3 separate regions of the Hordeum vulgare genome follow, and regions 1 and 2 are each linked to region 3. The links are chromatin contacts, called in public Hi-C maps. All regions are on one chromosome and are shown on one strand. Each heading gives the region's core, a stretch centred on a gene start, on an enhancer-like site or on the middle of the called end of the contact. The rest is flanking DNA. Distances are from core to core; before and after follow the strand shown. Region 1 holds the start of LOC123430097. Region 2 has its middle 160 kb from the start of LOC123430097. Region 3 holds the start of LOC123426309 (plastid division protein PDV2).

Region 1 (3,808 bases), core at 68-2,567, 710 kb before region 3:
AACGGAGGGAGTAATATACACACCATAAGTATGCAAGGCTTGTAAATTAATGATAATAATAATAATTGGAAATTCCACATACCATTTTGAATTATTGCATTTGGTTTCCAATCAGATTGAATTGATTTAAAAACAAAGCTCGAGAATCTATTGACAATAGTTTGTTCCACCTACCAAAATATCTTTGAGGACACATATAATTTGTTTGATCCATTGGTCCAAACATATTTTATTTGTTTTGCTAATGTCAGGGCTTTTTTAATATGTCATATCCTTGCATTTCTGAGGTGAAATAATATGGACGTCAAAGCTCCTTATAAGTTTGTATGGTTCCATCCCCAAATATGTATGTGATCCTCTTGAATTCATGGATAAAATGTTCAATGTTCTCATTAGGAACGAGATAATAATGTGCATTGCTATTTACCCTTTTTATGGCATGATGAATTATTCAGAGGTAATTTTTTTGCACACATTCGCTGCGATTGAGATCCCAGGAAACTCCCCAAGAGCCTCAGCCCAACGACGCCCCCAAAGCCACACGATCTATATCCAAAGAATGGCAATTATTGACAAAAATTGCATTAAAAATAAACAAGCGCCATGTCTTTTTCTTCTAAAAACTAACACCACCCCTAACACTAAAAATGCATCCCGTGCGTTCACAAATGTCATGAGTGTAAGCGGGCTTTTGTTGGGGATTAGCATCATTAATTAGAGGATTCTATGTAGTCTTTATGGCTAAATAAAAACATCAACAATTAAAGGCCATGAATCATCAACTCTTATAGTACCAAGCAAAACCAAATAAGTTTATATAGTACTTCAGTTGGTGAGACTTGGTGTGTAAGATTTCTTGATGAGGAAGGAAACTTGCATGGTAAGTTTGCCCACTTGAGAAGGAAACTTGGAAGTAGCACGCTTGTCTAGCAGCACATGAAACGGAAAATACACTTTGATTTTTGGTTGTATATGCACCCACATGAGGATTTTTTATAATAATAAATGAAAATGTCAAAATAGTTCCAAAGCATTTTTAGATTAAACTTGACTTTGTTTTGCACTAATAACTAAATTTTCAAGAAAAAAATTCAACATTGACTTCTAGACAAAAACCAAAAATTATTTTGCTATTACAGGTCACTATTCACACTATTTTGATCGAAGATTTATCTTTTCTGAAAAGAAGTCAAAGTCTAATTTCGTTTTTGTGAATTATCTGTAAATATAATGGAAGGTCAAATTATTTTCAAAATGTTTAAACATTTTATCAAATTGCTAAATTTATTTTGCATATAGAATGTATATACATCCAGATTTCAAAAGTTTCCATTCCAATAAAGCGCGTCCGTAATACTCTTACTGCACTTTGAGCATAGAGCTATCATAACTACGACGGTTTCACCACATATGCAGGAGTATTCACCACGCACATACGTACACGTCACTCCTCCCACACCACACCAGACCACACCAGATAGCAGCAGTAAAAACAAATTGACTCAAAAAATAGCCGAGAAAAAACAAGAATATCCCGAGTCCAAGCAGTAGCAGACTAGCAATAGCACGCACGCTGGCCCCAGCCAAACGGCAGCCTGTCATGCTCCTCCTTCCCCAAGCTGCTGAACCCCTTCTCCCTCCTCCTCGCCTCTCCCTACCCTATATAAAATCAGGCCTCCCACTCCTCCAACTCCATCACAATCTGAGTCCAAGGCTGAGCATTCCTCCTCTCACATACTCCTGCAGCAACGACAACAATATCATAGTATCATACTACATACAGTTCACAACAACACCAGCTCGACCCTCAAACCTACACCAACACGTGGCGAAAATGGGGCTCTGCATGTCTAGCGGCGGGGCGGCGGCCGCGGTACGCTCCGAGGGGCTGGCCGCCTCGACGGCGATGGTGCTGCTGCCAACGGGGGAGCTGCGCGAGTACCCGCGCCCGGCGACGGCGGCGCGCGCCCTCGAGGACTCCGTGGAGGCAGGAGACGGCTCCGCCGGGTGGTTCCTGTGCGACGCCGACGCGATGGGGTTCGAGGGCCCAGTGGCCGCCGTGCCCGGGGGCGAGGAACTCCGCCCGGGCCAGATCTACTTCGTGCTCCCCGCCGAGGTCAAGAGGAACGGCCTCCGGCGCGAGGACGTGGCCGCTCTCGCCGTCAGGGCGTCCGCGGCGCTCGTCAACAAGGCCAACACCAACGCCTCCGGCAGCGGCGGACGGAGGAAACGCGCCGGCTCTGTTTCGCCGCTCGTGTTCGCCCCGCCGCCGGAGGTGGACGAGACTCTTGCCCACAACTACAAGACCGTGCCGGCGCTGATAGCCAAGAGGCGGCCGGTGGCGCGCGTAAAGAGCGCCGGGAGGATGCAGCCGAGGTTCGCCCCGGACCTGACCGCCATTCCTGAATGCGAGATGAACGAGTGAACCAAGGGATTGGCCGTTCGGTCGTGGCTACAACAAAAATTGCGGGCGAGCTCGATTCTGGAGAAGCTCCGGCAGTTCTGGAACCAGCGGGAACAGAACATCAGCGGACGACAAAGCGGAAAGCCGTCAGATCCGTATCGGACGGAGGCTGCTGGCTTGGCGCGGAAGATGGAGACGTCACATCGTCGGTGCAGAGTTTTTCTTGTTTTTGTTTGCGGGACGTCGGTTCAGAGATTTAGCATGTGTATAATTCGTAGAAACAAAATTTTGATCGCATTAGTTGAGCAGGTGCTCTGAGAACGAAGTATGAGGCATATATAAACAGTGAACATAAAACTACAGGACTGATTTTTCGTCTAAACATGCACTTGCTTGTGTATTGCTTTGTGTTGATCCGTTTGTTCTTCTGGGATGTTCGAAACTTGCAATTAAATGGCATTTTGGAAGCGGGCTAAACATTTGCCGTTTCATCATCAAGTAAAAGGGTTAGGCACGCTTTGCTGCATCGTCGACGTTGTTTGGTTGTCATAAAAAAATACTTTTTCTGTAGTAAAATATAAGGTGTAACTTTGTTAGAAGTCAAATCTTATTGGTTTAGTATATCAAAAATACTTGCAATACTTTGTTTGATTAAATTTGTAAAAATATATATCCATATACGTAATATCAAATCGCATTAGATTTATCATGAAATAAAATTTCATTTTTTATTGATTTAATATTGTGGATGTCAATATTTTTGCCTCTGGACTTGATCAAAGTTAAAGATATTATATATTTTTTAAACTTAATACACTGAGTGAGTATTTGGTTTCCCTCCCCGCAAAAAAAGAGTATTGTGTTTCCCGCCGGAGGGGGGGGGATGTTTTTATTTATTTATAATGCAGCGTGTTCGATAGACCTTCAACGGTTTGATTCGATGTTATTTGCTAATCAATCCATACTTTTGTGTGAAAATGTCATCCGTGGCTGCATGTTCCATATTGGTGCTACAATAGCATATATTGACACTTCTTTTTACGGGATGAGAGGAATATCGGTTGATTGATATGTTTTTATAGATCGATTGTTGCCAATTACTTTGAAAAATCGTTGAACGGGTCAAAATCGTATATCAAATCTAAAATTAAATGCCTCGATGGAATAAGAAAGCTTCAAAAATTAAAAAGCACAAGGAATAAATGAATATAATTATATAGATGAATTAGAATATATGAGAGAGCTCCTTGAGAAATTGTTGACCCGATCAAAATCGGATGATCCAATTATAAATTGAAGGCTTCAATTGATTGTGAGGCCTTAAAATTAAGGAGCATAGTGTATTAATAAATATAGTAAATAAAATTGAATAAGAGAGCTTTGAGAAACTGTTGATCGGGTCAA
Region 2 (4,049 bases), core at 12-2,511, 550 kb before region 3:
GCCCCTCGTAGTGTTGGCCCGCGCCAGCGAGGTAGAGTAGGACATGGGACACTAGCCGGGTCACCGTCGCCCATGCCCTACTCTTCCCCGTCGGAGCCCGTGACCCGGACAATGTCGATGGACGTCAGGTTGATGACGGATCCTTCCTCGGAGTAGACGATGTTGACCATGACTCGGTTGCGGCGCCGACCATGACTCGGTTGCGGCGCCTGCACCCGTGCATTATACAAGGCGCCGGAAAGTGTGACTCCGCCTATCCAGTGTCCACTACCACGAGGGCCTCCGTCGGCTCCCGGCTGCTGCCTCGCACGGCGGGCACGCTACCCCATGTTAGCATCTGTGCACGCCCAAGGTGTCTCCTCGGTGCGCCAACAAAGGGGTTGCACGTTTGCCATGGCGTTCGGACGCCATACGGACCACACTGCCTCCGATGAGGCAGCGACGCCGGATCCAGGTATAAGCTATGCCGACGCAATGGATTCCTGATGCTACGAGTCGGAGTGCTTCTGAAGGGCAACCGCTTCCCGGAAGCGGCGGATGGCAAGCCGGAAAACCATCTCTTCATCGGCACCGAGTGGGATGAGCTCGTGGTCAACGGATCTAGAGGTGAAGGATTCGGATCCGCTGCCCGCCATGCCGGAGAAGGCGAAAGATCCTCGGAGGTAAGCTTGGGTGGCGAATTGGAGTAGAGGGAAGTGGAATGAAGTGGCTAGGGTTTTGTCCCACAAACGAACGAAGACGAATAATTGGGCTGACTCTTAGTGGGGTCGATACGACCAGCGCAGTACAGTGCGGCCATGCGGACTTGGCCGAGCATGCGTGGGCTCCTCCATAATTGGACAGGATACGAGGGGTGTCGATCAATCCGGATATTTCAGATCTGTTTAAGGGGTACGGTTGGGTCGCGTTTTTATGACCCGTCGATCATGAGAAAGTAACGTGTCAAGACGTTTGAGATGGATATGACGGATGCGGATGTAGATGCTTTAAGGCTAGATTGAGGGGTGTTCTAACGAGCATGCGATGCAAGCCACAAGTAAAGGCGTCAGCATCAACGATGAAGCCGTATCACACGGTCGCGGCAGCATGCACGCAGCTACCGAAAAGCGACGCTACGTACAGACCTTCCTCCTTTCCTTTTCGTGATCAACAGCTTCACACGGGAGCAGTACCGTAACGCAGACGGGTGTGGACTCATGCGACGACTACGGTGGACTCGCAGGTCGCTGTTACTCATGTGGACGGACGTACTAGGAACTTTTTTTTGAGGCAAAAACAAGTGTCTGGCGTACGTCTCACTCGTGCCGATCGCTCCCACTATTACTGCTGCAGTTTCAGGCTGCGGCAAAAAGACTGTGCACCAGCTATGGTGACGTTTTTTTTTTTGCAGGTCCCAGCTATGGTGACGTTAACGGCGTCCGTCCGCCCGTTTCTTCGACGGTTCCATTCCTACTCCACACCGGCCAAGTTGCCATCCTGTCTTCTTCCGTTTTTTCTGGACTGCCTTCTTTTTCTAAGGAACGTGAATTGATCTTGTAGTAGCACATCTTCGGTGGCTACTGCAAGACTTTGAACCTAGTCACTGTGCATGCGTTTCTCGCTCATGGAGGCCTTCTCGTTCCTGTGACTCATGACCAGGATAACGATGAATAGTTGAACATATTAATGCGTGCAGGTCTTCAGCCTTCAACGAGGACATAGATTTCTTGGTTATGATCATAAATATTATATGTACGTATTTATTTAAGATGATTTTTGATAAAAAAATATGTAATAATTTATTGATACTATATAAAACAGAAATACTTTTTTTTGTTTCATGCGTAATTGCAGAACTATCAAATACTTGTATAATCTACATATGAAGAACAGGGAAAAAAGATGGTTAGGTGTTTTTTAAGAAGTTCTCTCACGTTACTTCCAGGCCAAGAAAAGATAAAGTCCAAGTCTCTCACGTTCTGAACTCAGATTCGGACTACACAAACATACGTGTCTTGAAACGTCAAGAACTTTTGCATCCGGACTTTGAATTGGGTGATTTTTTTATTATAAAGTAGATTTTATGTACTTTCCAATCCAATTGGATTCACATTCAATTTCGTATGGAGGGTAGAGATATTGACGTAACAATCTGGTGTTGCATGAGAATCCGAGCCAAACTATAAGTTTAAAGGTGTTACATCATATCTACTTGGGCGCATAGGCCTTGAACAACCTTGGGTTAGTTTTAGGCTGGCCTGGGACGTCCTTCCACCTACTTGACCGTTGTCCCTTGCTCCTATATAAGTAGGTCAATCTAGTAGCTTTTTGTTTGTGTTGTTTAATTAGAAGTTAGCCATTGCAACTTTGTGTACTTCGTTTGTTTCCAACGACCAGACCAAGACCTCTTTCAGATCCCCACCCTTGTCAATACTTCATCTATATTCGCAATATTTAGATTGTTATTATCGTATTCTTGCTTGTTCTTTAATTGTTTGCAGGAATAGACCTTCGTGGTCAGGTTAATCGGGCTCCGGCGTGGTTAATAACCTCCTAGAGTAGGTTTAGCAATTGCAAAGGCACAATGTCATTATTGGGGAACGTTGCATGGGAAACAAAGAATTACCTACGAACATCCAAGATCTATCTATGAAGATTAAAAACTATGAGAGGGGAGTGCATCTACATACCCTTGTAGATCGCTAAGTAGAAGCATTAAGAAACGCGATTAATGTAGTCGAACGTCTTTGCGATCCAATCACGATCCGTCCTGTGATCCAATCACGAACACCCCGATCAAGTTCTAAACGGACGACACCTCCGCATTCAGCACACATAAGCTTGATGAGGCCATCACCACCTCGATCCAGCGAGTGTAGATGAAGTAGTAGCTGAGTTCTCCGGGAGCACGACGACGTGGTGGTGGTCGTAGTGGTGCAATATCGGCAGGGCTTCGCCAAGCGATGCCGCAATCACGACGGTGGAGAAGAACTATGAGAGAGAGAGAGAGAGAGAGAAAGGAGGGCAGCGCCGCGTGGCTCTTCGGTGCGGCTGCCCTCCCTCTCCTCAAGTATATACAATGGAAGGGAGGAGGAGGCCGATGCCCTAGGGTTTCCCGTAAGGTGGGGCGACGGCAACCAAGGGCTGCCTTGGCCCTCAAGGAAGGAGGGGGCAACCCACCTCCCTCGTCCCACGGGCCTTGGGTGGGAGGGCGGCCAGCCCACCAGGGGCTGGTTCCCCACCTCCCATAACCCGTGGGGCCCTCCAAGGCAGGTGGACCCTCCCTATTGACTCCTAGAACTTTTCCGGGATCTCCGTCAGAAAACCGGTAACCTTCCGAAACTCTTTCGGAACTCAAATACCAACTTCCCATATATCAATATTTACCTTCGGGCCAACCCGAAGCTCCTCGTCATGTCCGGGATCACATCCAGGACTCAGAACAACCTTCGGTCACCAACACAATAACTCAACTAGATCTATATCGTCACCGAACATTAAGTGTGCACACCCTATGGGTTCGAGAACTATGTAGACATGACCAAGAAGCCTCTATGGTCAATAACCACTAGCGGGACCTGTATGCCCATTTTGGTTCCTACATATTCTACGAAGATCTATACCGGTTGAACTATATGTCAAGGATTCACCCAATCCAGTATACACTTCCCTTTGTCCATCGGTATGTTACTTGCCCGAGATTCGATCATCAATATCTTCATACAGAGTTCAATCTCGTTAGCGGCAAATCTCTTTACTTGTTTTGTAATACAAGATCTCATGACTAACTCCTTAGTCACACTGATTGCAAGCTTATTGTGATGCTATATTACCGAGTGGGCCCAGAGATACCTTTCCATCACACGAAGTGACAAATCTGAGTCTCGATCCATGCCAACTTAACACACACCCTCAGAGATACGTGTAGAGCATCTTTGTAATCACCTAGTTACGTTATGATGTTGGATACACAGAAGTTATTCCTCCGGTGTCAGTGAGTTGCATGATCTCATGGTCTTAGGAGGACATACTTTGACATACGGAAAGCAATAGCAATAAAATTAAGGATA
Region 3 (3,987 bases), core at 995-3,494:
AATATTCACACGATCCGGTTCCGGATTCAACCTAAGCCGTAGCTTGCATTTGGGGCGTCAAGGCTGCTGCCAAAGGGGATCTCGATTCTTTCCTTCACAAAGCAGTGCGCCCGGCCATCTCCTCCAAGCATCAGCACCTTCCCAGGAGGGCACTGCAGAGTAGGAACCTGTTCTTTTGCACTGGTCGCCTCTTTAGCAAACAGACCTGAGATGTGCAGTTTTATGCCACTCCTCCCTGTTGTGGGCTCATAGCCAGCAGCCTTCATGATTGATACGGCGCCCACAATCATGACCGCTGTTTTAGCCATCCATCCGATCAAAGATCTGATCCCTCCTGACGAATTACGGCTCGACGTGCTAGGAATTCTGTTTTGCAACACGTTCTTCCTTATACCATCTTCAGTCATTCCATTAGAAAGCAGCCCGTTGTGCAAACACTTGGACTTGGACACGTAGTTTGCAGGATAGAGATCATCGAGCACAAATGAATTGGTGATATGGCCCGAGTAAGGAGGTAGGATGAGACCATCGTCATTTTCAATTTTTTCACCAGCAAAAGCAGCAGCCTCATGGATCGCCTCACAGTCCTCTCCCTTGTATTCTTTCAGCTTGCTAAGGAGAGATGTTCGACTCCGATCAATCTGGCCCAGGATGGTTTCTCGCTCATATCTTTGTTGGTGTTGAAGGTCCTGGCAATGGCACTAAGATGGTAAGCTACTTATTTCCAAAACAGATGCATGTAAGCTTTGTGCACAAAATGGTATCAAGCTAAGAACACCATATGCCTGGTAAAGTTACTGGTATCGAAAAGAAAATACTCCCTCCAATCCATATTAATTGTCGCTGATTTAGTACAAAGTTGTACTAAATCAGCAACAATTAATATGGATCTGAGCGAGTACTAATTTGTTGAGGCAAGCGGCATCCAATTGGCTCACATATAGCAGTAGTAATGTAACTACTTCACACTTTTGATACCCTTTGGGTTATTGTGCTTAAATGTGTTTATGTCGTTATCTTAAAGTAAGCATTTTGTACAATAAGGTCAGAAGCTCAGGAACATTTTACAGTTTAGTGACCACGAAGCAGAAATTTTCATCTCAGTTGATGATTGTGTTAGCAAAATGACCTTCCTTCTTGTGCATAGGCAAATTCCATACAGTTCTTATCAGTTCATATTCAGAAACGCATAGGCAAATCCATATGATGGAACACCAGCTTTTCCAAAACAAACAAAGGAAAAGAATGCGAGCTTGTGCTGGCCACTGATACTTGCCATAAGCTACAGTAAGCAGAGTGAAATTTTCTCTGTGTATAAACCATGCAGTGTAACATACTCCCTCGGTTCCTAAATATAAGTCTTTCTAGATATTTCACTACGGACTACATACAGAGTAAAATGAGTGAATCCACACTCTAAAGTATGTCTGCGCAATCTTTACATATTTTCTGTCGCAAAACGTGTTTTAATAGAACCTGTACCTTACCCACAATTAGTTAACAAGCAATCCTGTTGCTGACGGAACCACAGAATCCATCTTATACTACCCTTTCTTACTCTACCTAGTCCAATACCAACTGAGGCTGGAATTGGATGCAGCCACCAGCCAACTAACAACTAAGCAGAGCTATTAATCTTTTCCTCTGTCTGTAACATCATGCTAAGCAAGCCTAGATTTGGTTCCTCACGAAAATACAGTAAGACATGGGACAAAAATGCAGTAATTGAACCCCAAACCCACCATATGATCATATAACCTCCAGCTCGTGGCACTAAACAATAACTACAGACACAACAGCAGGCTACCAGAGGAACAATAAAAACCCCATCTTTATCGAATGACCAACCAGGAATACGAACCGGACCTGCAGGGAGGCGAGCTGCCGCTCGAGCGACTCGAGCGCGTCGTTGATGCCTACCAGGCTCCCCACCTCCACCTCCTCTCCGTCCTCCTCTCGGCCGTCGTCCTCCTCCCCGGCGCCCAACCGCGGCGGGGGGCGTGCGGCGGCAGCGCAGGCGGAGATCCTGGAGCGGAGGTCGGAGGCGCGGGCGAGGACGAGGCCTATCTCCTCCTCCCCTTCCATGGCCTTCGCTAGCGGTGCGGGGGATGCAGAACCCTAGCTAAACCCCAACCCGCTGCTGGCGGCGAGCAGTGGTAGCTGCAATCTTGCACTTCGCGGCGAGCCTTGTGTTCGTGGCTGCGAGAGGGACTGACGGAGGCGTATCCGAAGATTTTTGTCTTTTGTTCTCTCTAACAACCTGACTGGAGTACTGGACTTTGGGCCTTGCTGTGCTCAAGTGGGTGGGTTAGTTCTTCTGGTACAGAAGTTGACATGGGCTATGCGCCGACTATTTCTCGCATTAAGCAACACCGTAGGAACTATTGCTGAAGGGTGTACAGTAGTTAAGCCGGCCTATTTGTTGCGCACAGTTAAGCCGCGTTTGGTTTGGTTGTAATTTAATACAGGTGTATTTACTCTCTGGGTGTAATTTACAGGTCAAGAACTATTTACAGCCAGAAACCAAAACAACCACCGAAGATCTGTATATATTTTACAAATGTATTCAGGAGAAAAACGAGAATTCAAACACGGACTTAAATGCAAAACAGATTGAAAATGCGACAAGCAGGGGTCGATCCCCACTGTGCCAATGTCTTCGATGGATAAGTACTAGGCGTGTTGTTTAGTTGAGGCAAATGAAACCGTTTTTCCATCGGTTTTTATGTCTTTTTTCTTTTCGCTTTTTGACAGGGTTTTCTTCATTTCTGTTTGATTTATTTTTTCTTCTCCAACTTTTTTTTTTCATCTTCAGTATATGTCAAAAACATTTTTGTAATACATGTTTAGCATTTTTTCAACACCAATTTAGCATTTTTTATACATATCAAGATTTCTTCTAAAACATTTTTTAAAATATTTATTAACATTTTTGAAATACAAGATTAACACATTTTTTATACATAGTCAATATTTTTTTCTATATAGACTTCTAAACATTTTTAAATTCTTGATTAATACTTTTCAGGTAAAATATTTACATGTTCTTAACACATGATCAACATTTTTGTCTATACACATCTAACATTTAAAAAAAAATTGTTTAACATTTTAAATGCTTCATTAACATTTTTTATACATGATAAAAAAATCATTATTTTTTAAATACATGGTCAACATTTTCTATACAAATTTACCATTATTCAAATTATTTATCAGTATTTCTGAAAAAATAATTGTTTATCATTTGTAATATATGGTCAATATTTTTATACACATTTAACATTTTTTAAATGATTAATTACCATTTTTATATACTTGTTTAATATTTTTTCAATACTTGATTTTATACACACACATATTATATATATATATTATATAAAAAACTTATAATTATTTTAGTAAATGATCAACATTTTTCCTATATATATTTAATATTTTCAAATGCAGGATTGACATTTTCAAAACATTATTTATAGTATATTTTGGTAATATATATCTTTAGAATATTTGGAAGAGTAAACAAAAGTATAAAAGGAAATAAAACAAATAAAAACAGAAACAAAAACGACACTCGCGCCCCACATAATGGGTCGGTCCATACGCTCGCTCGACTCCGAAGCGTTCGGTGAGGTGGAAGTTCATCTAGCTTAACATGAGACATTGTCGCATCCCATGGGATATGTCGTCTCATGCAGTGTCGCGTTTCTTTTTGTCGAGGAACGTTGCATGAGAAACAAAATATTTCCTACGAAACACCTACGATCTATTCTATGAAGATACTAGCAACGAGAGGGAGAGGTGTCCACATACCCTTGTAGACCGAAATCGTTACCAATCTAAAGATCGTGACTGGCGTAGTTATACTCGTGTCGCGGTCGAGTCTGATCCAAACACCGCACGGGCGACACCTCCTTCTTGATCTAGCAAGAGAGGGAGAATAGGTAGATGAGATCCGAACCAACACGATGGTGTGGTGGTGGTGGC

Evidence for each region. A called contact is a pair of places that touch in the nucleus more often than the background predicts.
Region 1: a Hi-C map of leaf shows a contact between it and region 3, with 3 times the contacts expected there. The contact joins the promoter of LOC123430097 here to the promoter of LOC123426309 in region 3. A contact is called at or near these places in 3 of 6 Hi-C or Micro-C datasets (leaf and seedling).
Region 2: a contact with region 3 is called in a Hi-C map of seedling, with 2.0 times the contacts expected there. The contact joins the enhancer-like site here to the promoter of LOC123426309 in region 3. A contact is called at or near these places in 2 of 6 Hi-C or Micro-C datasets (leaf and seedling).

What each region holds. Positions count from the first base shown.
Region 1 is chr2H:369,362,655-369,366,462 of MorexV3_pseudomolecules_assembly, reverse strand. It overlaps LOC123430097, which reads left to right and starts at 1,317. Exons shown (of 1, transcript XM_045114010.1): 1 at 1,317-2,786. The coding sequence starts at 1,601. The coding sequence ends at 2,425.
Region 2 is chr2H:369,200,618-369,204,666 of MorexV3_pseudomolecules_assembly, reverse strand. No RefSeq gene overlaps it. Among protein-coding and RNA genes, the nearest start is that of LOC123430097, 160 kb to the left of the region's middle. Within about 2 kb of position 1,261, at least 3 of the 3 cell types and tissues checked have open chromatin away from gene starts, as enhancers often do. A contact at or near this core is called in leaf and seedling, where this site is marked.
Region 3 is chr2H:368,651,454-368,655,440 of MorexV3_pseudomolecules_assembly, reverse strand. LOC123426309 (plastid division protein PDV2) reads right to left here and starts at 2,244. Exons shown (of 2, transcript XM_045110120.1): 1 at 1,867-2,244; 2 at 1-689. The coding sequence starts at 2,085. The coding sequence ends at 27.